2 separate regions of the Mus musculus genome follow, and region 1 is linked to region 2. The links are chromatin contacts, called in public HiChIP or PLAC-seq maps. All regions are on one chromosome and are shown on one strand. Each heading gives the region's core, a stretch centred on a gene start, on an enhancer-like site or on the middle of the called end of the contact. The rest is flanking DNA. Distances are from core to core; before and after follow the strand shown.

Region 1 (3,717 bases), core at 826-3,325, 37 kb after region 2:
AGCATGCTTCAGGTCAGGCGTGACCCAGGCCCTTGGGCTGGGTAGAAACTTCTCGGCTGGCTTCAGCTGGCTTCAGACCCTGCTTTCCCACCCTAGTCCAGAAAGGGGGCCCACGAGTGTCAGAGAGGTTCAGGCCCTGCAGTGGCGCTTAGAGCATGTTGTCAACTATTGTCACCTGGAATGACCTCTTTGCCCTAAGCTCCAGCCACCAGCACCTGCTCCCTGGAGATGCCAGCCTGCCAGGGCTAGAAGGCACCTTCGTCAGGCACAAGGGCCAGCCCACCAAGATCGCTGTGGGGCGAGTCAGGAGGCCAGGGAGCTGGCAGGGTAAGTTATTATTTTTATAGCTGTCACCAGATCCCTGGCCCAGCCTTGCAGCCCTGGCAGGGACAGAGGCAGCCTGGGAGAAGGAGGACGCCTTAGAGGCTTGGTAGTCAGGGCAGGGGCTGTGGAGAAGGGAACACCGGGGCAGGTCAGGGCCTGCTGGGCCTCGGCTTCTCCTGCTTCATGGGGTGAAGGGCTGGTGACTGATACACAGACATGGCATCTCTTGCCTTCGTCCCTGACCCCAGGCATGTGCCATGAGGTTCTCCCAGGCCATTCCAAGAACTGCATTGCACCCTGCTCGAGTCCCCTTAGGCCTACTCCAAGACCATGTGTGACTTCCTTTACAGCCTCATCCTGTCTGTCCATGTGGCCAACTCCTGCTGTGGATTCCTCTTCCTTAGTCTACCATCACACCTGCAAAGGCACTTAGCTGTCCCTGCCGGGGGCCTCAAAGGGCCAAGCCAATGCCCAAGAGCCCCTCCCTACACCCAGGTTATCAGTACTCTGATTTTGTTGTTAGGACAGTATGGCATGTAGCCCAGGTTACCCCTAAAATGCTGATCCCCTTGCCTCTATTTCTGGAGTGCTGGGATTAGAGACCTACATTATGCCAGTTTCATGAAATGTTGGGGATTGAACCCCTGACCTTGTACACACTAGACAAGCTGCATCCCCTGCCACTATACCGTGAGTTCTGATAACAAGAACTTGTTCACCCATTTCTGTGAATTGTGTTAAAGGAATCCCATGCTTGGTCCCCAACTCCAACTTCACGTTTCTCTAAGTGGCAGTGTGTGACTTGCTAGTCCTTTTTATTGCTGAGTGGCCACTCATTTTATAGCTTGGGGACAATTTGGTTTCCATCTGGGCTCTTTAGGGGTGGCTGAGATGGATACTGTACAAACATGTGGTCCAAAGTGTGTGTGTGTGTGTGTGTGTGTGTGTGTCTGTCTGTCGGTCTCTGTGTTAAAAAACACTTGTCATCTTGAAAAAGATTGAAGATTTATAGGAAAATGACAAACTTGGGCATATTTCATCTGGACTGGGAATAAATCATTGAGTTCTCACCAGTCCTTCATTATTTGTTTCTCGTAAACTTTTTGTTGGTGCTAGAGAGAGGGCACAGTCATTAAGAGCACCGGCTGCCCTTTCCAGAGGACCTGGGTTCAATTCCCAGCACCCACATGGCAGCTCACAACTGGAGTCTATAATATCAGTTCCAGGGGACCATCACACAGACAAATATGCCAGCAAAACACCAATGCACATAAAATAAAAATAGGTAAATCTATTAAAATCTTTGTTTCTTGGTGGGCAGTGATGGCACACAGTTTTAATCCCAGCGCTTATAGGGCAGAGGCAGGTGGATCTCTGTAAATTCAAAGGCAGCCTGGTCCACAGAGCGAGTTCCAGGACAGCCAGGACTGCACAGAGAAGCCCTGTCTCAAAAAGCCAAAAAATAAAATATAAATAAATAAATAACATTTTTGTTTGTTTCTAAGACAGTCTCACTATGTAGCTCTGGCTGGCCTGGAACTCACTATGCACATCAGGCTGGCCTTGGTGGCTTCATGGCCTTCACTGTCTTTAGCAGGTCGGGGACTCCAGGGGGCTGTTTGTGGCTTGGTCCCCGCAGCAGCTGCACAATCTCCTTGAATGTGACTCAGGCTCTGAGCCTCTGCAGGACCCAGAGGGCTGAGTGCTACTCTGTCCCAGTGCTGACAGTGACACTCTTGGTCACCTGACCAAAGCAAGTACTGCAGGCTTCACTTTCGGTTTTGGTTTAGGGTTTTTGAGACCAGACTGCCCTGGCAGGCCTCAAACTTGCAGTCAATTTCCAGTTTCTGTCTCTGGAGCCCTGGGCTCAGCAGCGGCCATCATACTGGGTCAGGGGGTCAGGTTTGTAAGGCCACTTCTCCCTCTTCCAACCCCGCAGACATTGGAGGGAAGGAACTTTGAAACAATGTAGATAAGCTTGGATGGCCTCCAACTTTCAAGTAGTTACTTATTTGCTTCTAAAATAACCTTTTGTGACTTTTTTTTTTCTTTTTTTCTTTCTTTCTCCCCCACCCTCACCTCCACCTCCAAGACAGGGTTTCTCTGTGTAGCCCTGGCTGTCCTGGAACTCACTCTGTAGACCAGGCTGACCTCAAACTCAGAAATCTGCCTGCTTCTGCCTCCCAAGTGCTGGGATTAAAGATGTGTGCCACAACTGCCCCACCTTTTGTGACTATTTATTGACTTATTTATTTATCTGTGTGGTGGATGTCAGAGGACAACTTGTAGGAGGGGTTGGCTCTCCCCTCACTGTGGGTCCAGAGGATCAACTCAGGTGGTCAGGCTTGGCAGTAAGCACGTTTCCCCACTGAGCCTTGACCTATACATACTTCTAATTACCTAACTATTTATTGACTGGTTTGTATGTGTGTGTGTGTGTGGTGTGTATGGTATGACGAGTCTGGTATGTGTATAGTATGTGATATGTGTGTGTGGTGTGTGTGTATGGTGTGTGTGGTTCGTGTGGTATGTATGTGCACACATTGTGTTTGCGTGTGTGTATGTGTGTGCACGTGCATACATGCGCACACGCGTGTGTGTTTTCATGGGGGGCATGTGCACCTGTGGAGGCAGTAGGTCACAGGCTGGTGTCTTCCTCGGTGGCTCTCTACCTTATTTTTAGATACAGGCTCTTTCACTGAACCTGGAGCTCATGGCTTGGGTTGCACTGTCTGGCCTAGGGTCAGCCTGTCTCCCCCTCCCCAGCACTGAGGTTACAGGCTCACATCATCACACATGGCTTTGACGTGGGTCCTGGGGTTCTGAACACAGGCCCTTAAGCTTGCAAAGCAAGCACCTTACCCACAGAGGCATCTACCAGCCCCTCGTTTATTTTTACCGCTATAGAGCCATCATTTCTTTATTATCTGGAGGGTTAAGCCAGCATCACCACCATCATTAGAGCATCCTCATTGACACTTTAATTTGTTGATGTTTAAACTTGTCTGGGGTTCTGAATCCCGGATGCCTGTCCTGGTGCTCTGAGGACAAGGCTTGGCTGCCCCATAAGCCCCCCCCCTCAGCTTCTCAGAGGTTGGGGGTCCTCAGACTCTCTGAAGCCTCTGAGTGCTTGCAAAACAATGGCATAGGATCTGTGACTTACTCTTCATAAGATGAGACTCTTCATCAAGTTCTGGGTATGCTGGATGTCAGAGCTGGCTCTTTTCTCATCAGCCGCTGGGCCCAGATAGGAGACAGTGATGGTGAGGCCTACCTGTCACTACTGGATGACTTAGGTCCGGTGTGGGTCAGGGTGCCGCGGACTCAACACTGGTGGCTTTTGGAATGGGGTCACTTTCTCTTCTGGGCTTTCCATGCATCAGAGAGAAGGTA
Region 2 (4,088 bases), core at 867-3,366:
AAGCTGTGTGGCTGCTCTTCAGGAACTGATACCTGATCATAAAGGAGGGGCAAGAGGTGGACCCCAGGGGAAAGCAAGAGGAAAGATTGGGGCCAGTAGGAAGGGGGCTGTGAGGACAGCACAGCCACACACTATGAATCCCTTCTTCTCCATTTCCAACTCCCAGGCTATATGCCTGAGGACCAGCAAGACCAAGCTCGCTTCAAGTTCAGAGAAGGGCGGCTGGCCAGGTGAATCACAGGGGCCGCCTACTGTACACAAGGCCTAGAGCCACACAGTGTGTATCATTACAGCGAGTGATCAGGAGAAGAGGCACCACCCAGGCCATCCAGCTAACGCCACCAGCCTCCCTCAAGGAGAACTCGGGTCCTGAGGCTGGGTGTTCGGGTGTGTGGGTCAAGGACCCAGCCGAACAGACCAAACACCCAAGACAAGTGGAAAACCAAACATACAGACTGGAAACCTAAGGCGAGGCCAATCCTCACTGACCTAGGACCCAAAGAGAAAAAGCAAATGGTCCTATGTCACGTGCCACTTAGCGCTGAAAAAGCATCAATCGCATGCCAGCCAGGGCAGGGAGCCAAGGGGGTAGTGGCCTCAGCCCCACCCAGGCCAGGGCTGTGTGCCCTGTAGCTGCCCAGCCAAGGGAGCGGATAGAATGTTGAATAACAAAGCCAACTCCTGGAGACTCTACCCTGGCTGAGGGGCCTCAAGGCTGGCTGTCATCTGACCCTGGATGCACAGGCATTTCCGCAACCCCTGGGGATACCCAGCCAGGCAGTGAGATTGCTGAGGCTCCCTGAGAGCGGGTTGGAGCCAGTGCCAGTTAGGATAAGAGCATGTCAAGAAGCAAAGAAACCAGAGAGGGGACCTGGCTTTGGGGGAAGGGGTGGAGCCAGGGAAAGGGGCTCCGGGTGGTGATAAGTGTATCCCACAAAGTCCTAATGGGCAGCTAGTGTGTGGGTGTGGGAGAGGACAGAGCCAGACTCAATAGGGTCTGAATCGCTGCCGAGAATCTACCAGTAAGAGGTGAGGGCTGCCGGTCCCAATGGGAGGGGGAGGGGATAAGTTCACTGCAGCTACTGAAGCAGGGACCATGATGGAGCTTATGGGAAGAGCGCCTGGGATATTTTGCAGCTGAAATCCAAATCGGGGCCCTAGAGGCTAGAGAACTGTTAGTCCCAGAAGGGGGGTTAGTTTGCAACCCACGGTCTTGGAAAAAACGCACAGAGTGTAGACTCGTAACGTGGGGGTCCTAGGACTGCGTGTGAGTTTAGGTGGCTAAGGGCAGTGCCTGCGACTGAGATGTCTAAGGCTTCGCGCTGCCTGAGAACCGGAAGCCTTGGACTGGGATTTAGGAAGACAAGGCAGGCCAGGGTGGGGTTCCTAAACTGCCCAAGGTGCCCTGGGGCTAGGACTCTGGATGCGCAGGTGCATTGGGGCTGTTCCTAAATCTCTGCAACCCCAAAGCCTCACGGCTCGGAGTAGGAAGGGGTTTAGTTAGGGTCCCAAGATCTAGGGGTGCTCTTTGCAAAGTTGGAAGCCCTGGAGTTCCGCTTTGGGTGGAAGCTGGGATTAGATTGGGGGCAGGGTTAGGATGGGGCTAGGGTTCGGATGGAGTGCGGTTCGGATCCAAGGGCGTCCAAATGGGCTGCTGGAGTTCGGATCTGGGTAGAGTTCAGATCTCGGCATTTCGGATGGGCTGGGGTTTGGATTCGTGGGGGTTCGGACGGGTTGGGTCGAAGTGAGGTTCGAATAGGTTGGGGTTCTAATCCGTGGACTCAGGATGGGTTAGGGTTCGAATCCGGGGACTTCGAATGGGCTAAGGTTCGGATCCAGAGGGCTCAGATGGGTTAGGGTCCAGGTGTTCGGACCGCCTGGGGTTCGGTCGGGGCGGGCCCGGCGCCGAGCACCCATCAGATCGCAGGCCCTCCATCCGTCCTACCTGGCGAGTAAAGCGCCGCCAGCTCACGGGCTCCCGCGTGCTGTGCGCCCCAGCGCCGGCCCTCCGCCGTCTCGTCCTCGTCCAGCTCCGGCTGCCGGCCCGGCGCGTCCTCGGCGCCCGCCATGGCCCGTCGCCCGGCCCGCCCGCTGCGCTCTGCCTGCAGCGGCGGCGGCCGCGGAACCGCGGCGATATCACGCCGCCCAATGACCGGCCGGCGCGGGGCGCGGCGGCCGGGGCGGGGCGTCGGCGGGGCCCCGCGTCACAGCCAATCGGAGCCCGCGCCCGCGCCGCGCCCGGCCAATCGCAGGCCTTCGGGCCTCAGCCAACCGCGGCGCCGGGGGGCGGGGTCGCAGCTGGACGCAGCTGGACGCGGAAGGCAGGGTGGATGTGCGCGTCCCCGCTGCGCCCCGCGAACTCGCGTACCGCGCTGGAGGCAGGGAGTACGCGCTGCGAAGCGCCTACGGAGTGCATGGCTACTGCAGATCGTGCATTCGCTAGGAAGCTGCTGGACGGGGCAGCACATCGGCTGCACGCGCTAGGTTTCATTTCACTACCCAGGAGTGTCTCGCGTTCGAGGCCAGCCTGAGCTACATTGCAAGACTCAATCACGGAACATAAGAAGTAATATTGCCTTCTGAGAGGCCGCTCGTGACCACCTGCTGGGGTGCCCCCTCCTCTGGTCACTGTGACATCACCCTCACGCTACTCAGAGCTTGTCAGGAGTAACTGTCTCTCTATCAGGAAAGGAGCCCCTGAGGGCAGGGACTCTGCCTGGGCCAACAGCTGACAGATTTTAGGAGAGGTTGAATGAATTCCGGGTCAGAGAACGTGCTTCTGTCTTTAAGGCATTAGCATTAAGAGAGCTAAAGGCTTATGTAAAGTCCTTAAGGGATGATAAACAGCGTCCACCCTGGGGCTGCAAGACTGAGAGGTGCCTGGGGCCCGCAGAGGGAACTTAAGATCTGAAGAATTTTTCCAAGGCTCCATCTTCGTTCTTCTCTAAGATTTAAGCTTCATATTTCTCAGCTGCCAGCCTCCCCAGGCTATCTCCTCTTCCCTCAGTGCTCCTTTCCTGGGTGGTCTCTGTCCGTTCCAAGCTCCTTCTCTGTCTCCTTACGTCTACTCAAAGGAAGAGCCACTCGGATGGCCGCGTCAGGCTGTAGCCCAAGTCCTTCCTGTTCCGATGAAGGTGACAGCCTGGCACTTGTATTAACTGCGCGATTAGATTTGGGGTGTCAGGGGTTCTGCTGAACTTGCTGTGGCAGGTGCTGGGTCTCAGACCCTCCCAAACTGCGCCTGTTAGCAAGAAGGCTAGGGTTGCAGATTAGGGCTGGAGATCCCAGAGGCCAGGACATCCTGATTGACAGACAAGACGGGTAGTCAGAACTAACTCTCTCTCACCGTTATTCAATTCACAGAGCACCAGCTTGGCCCTATGCAGAGTCTCTGAGATTTGCTGGAAATGACCAGGGAAGTCTCTTTCTGTAGTTTTTTTGTTGTTTTGTGTGCATGTGTGTTCTTGAGTGTCCATGTGTGGTCAAAGGGCAACACTTGGGCGTTGGTTGGCTTGTTCCTTCAACCGTGCAAGTCCAGGGGAGCAATCTCAAGGGTTCCAGCTCGGCAGTAGTTTTTTTTTTTTTTTTCTTTGTCTTTTGTTTGTTTTTTCGAGACAGGGGTTTCTCTGTGTAGCCCTGGCTGTCCTGGAACTCACTTTGTAGACCAGGCTGGCTTTGAACTCAGAGATCTGCCTGCCTCTGCCTCCCAAGTGCTGGGATTAAAGGTGTGCACCACCACTGCCCGGCTGCAAAATTCATCTTTAACGGATCTGTGCACAGTGCACATTCCATACATTATGTTAATATAGAAACATATATTACCTCTAAACACTTTATGTTCACAGAAAGACCAAATGGACAGTCCTTATAGAATTAGAATTCACCCTCGGGGATGCTAAGATTCTGAGACCTGTTGTTCCAGCTCCCTGATTAATCCTGCTCAAACTGATGCTGTTTCCAGAGACTTGCTTCTAGGACAGTCTCAGAAAGGACTGCTGATCCAAATGACAGTGGTTCACTCAGCCTTTCAAACGGTTCCAGTCAGGACGCAAGTTAAACCCTGAACTTTCTCAGTACCGAGACTGGAC

Evidence for each region. HiChIP or PLAC-seq counts read pairs in DNA pulled down with a chosen protein or histone mark.
Region 1: a contact with region 2 is called in an H3K27ac HiChIP or PLAC-seq map of microglia, with 2.7 times the contacts expected there. The contact joins the enhancer-like site here to the promoter of Tmem189 in region 2. A contact is called at or near these places in 5 of 39 promoter capture datasets (cranial neural crest, embryonic stem cells, frontonasal cranial neural crest and 2 more), 1 of 484 Hi-C or Micro-C datasets (embryonic stem cells), 3 of 115 datasets of contacts at active chromatin or transcription factors (embryonic stem cells, microglia and pancreatic cancer cells) and 1 of 9 other capture datasets (adipose tissue).

Annotation. Positions count from the first base shown.
Region 1 is chr2:167,696,021-167,699,737 of GRCm38.p6, forward strand. A530013C23Rik (RIKEN cDNA A530013C23 gene) reads left to right here. Exons shown (of 2, transcript NR_110334.1): 2 at 1-1,393. Among named protein-coding and RNA genes, the nearest start is that of A530013C23Rik, 7.1 kb to the left of the region's middle. Within about 2 kb of position 2,076, at least 228 of the 459 cell types and tissues checked have an H3K27ac peak or open chromatin away from gene starts, as enhancers often do. A contact at or near this core is called in adipose tissue, hematopoietic stem and progenitor cells, microglia and 1 more, where this site is marked.
Region 2 is chr2:167,659,428-167,663,515 of GRCm38.p6, forward strand. It overlaps Tmem189 (transmembrane protein 189), which reads right to left and starts at 2,117. Exons shown (of 6, transcript NM_145538.2): 1 at 1,946-2,117. The coding sequence starts at 2,069.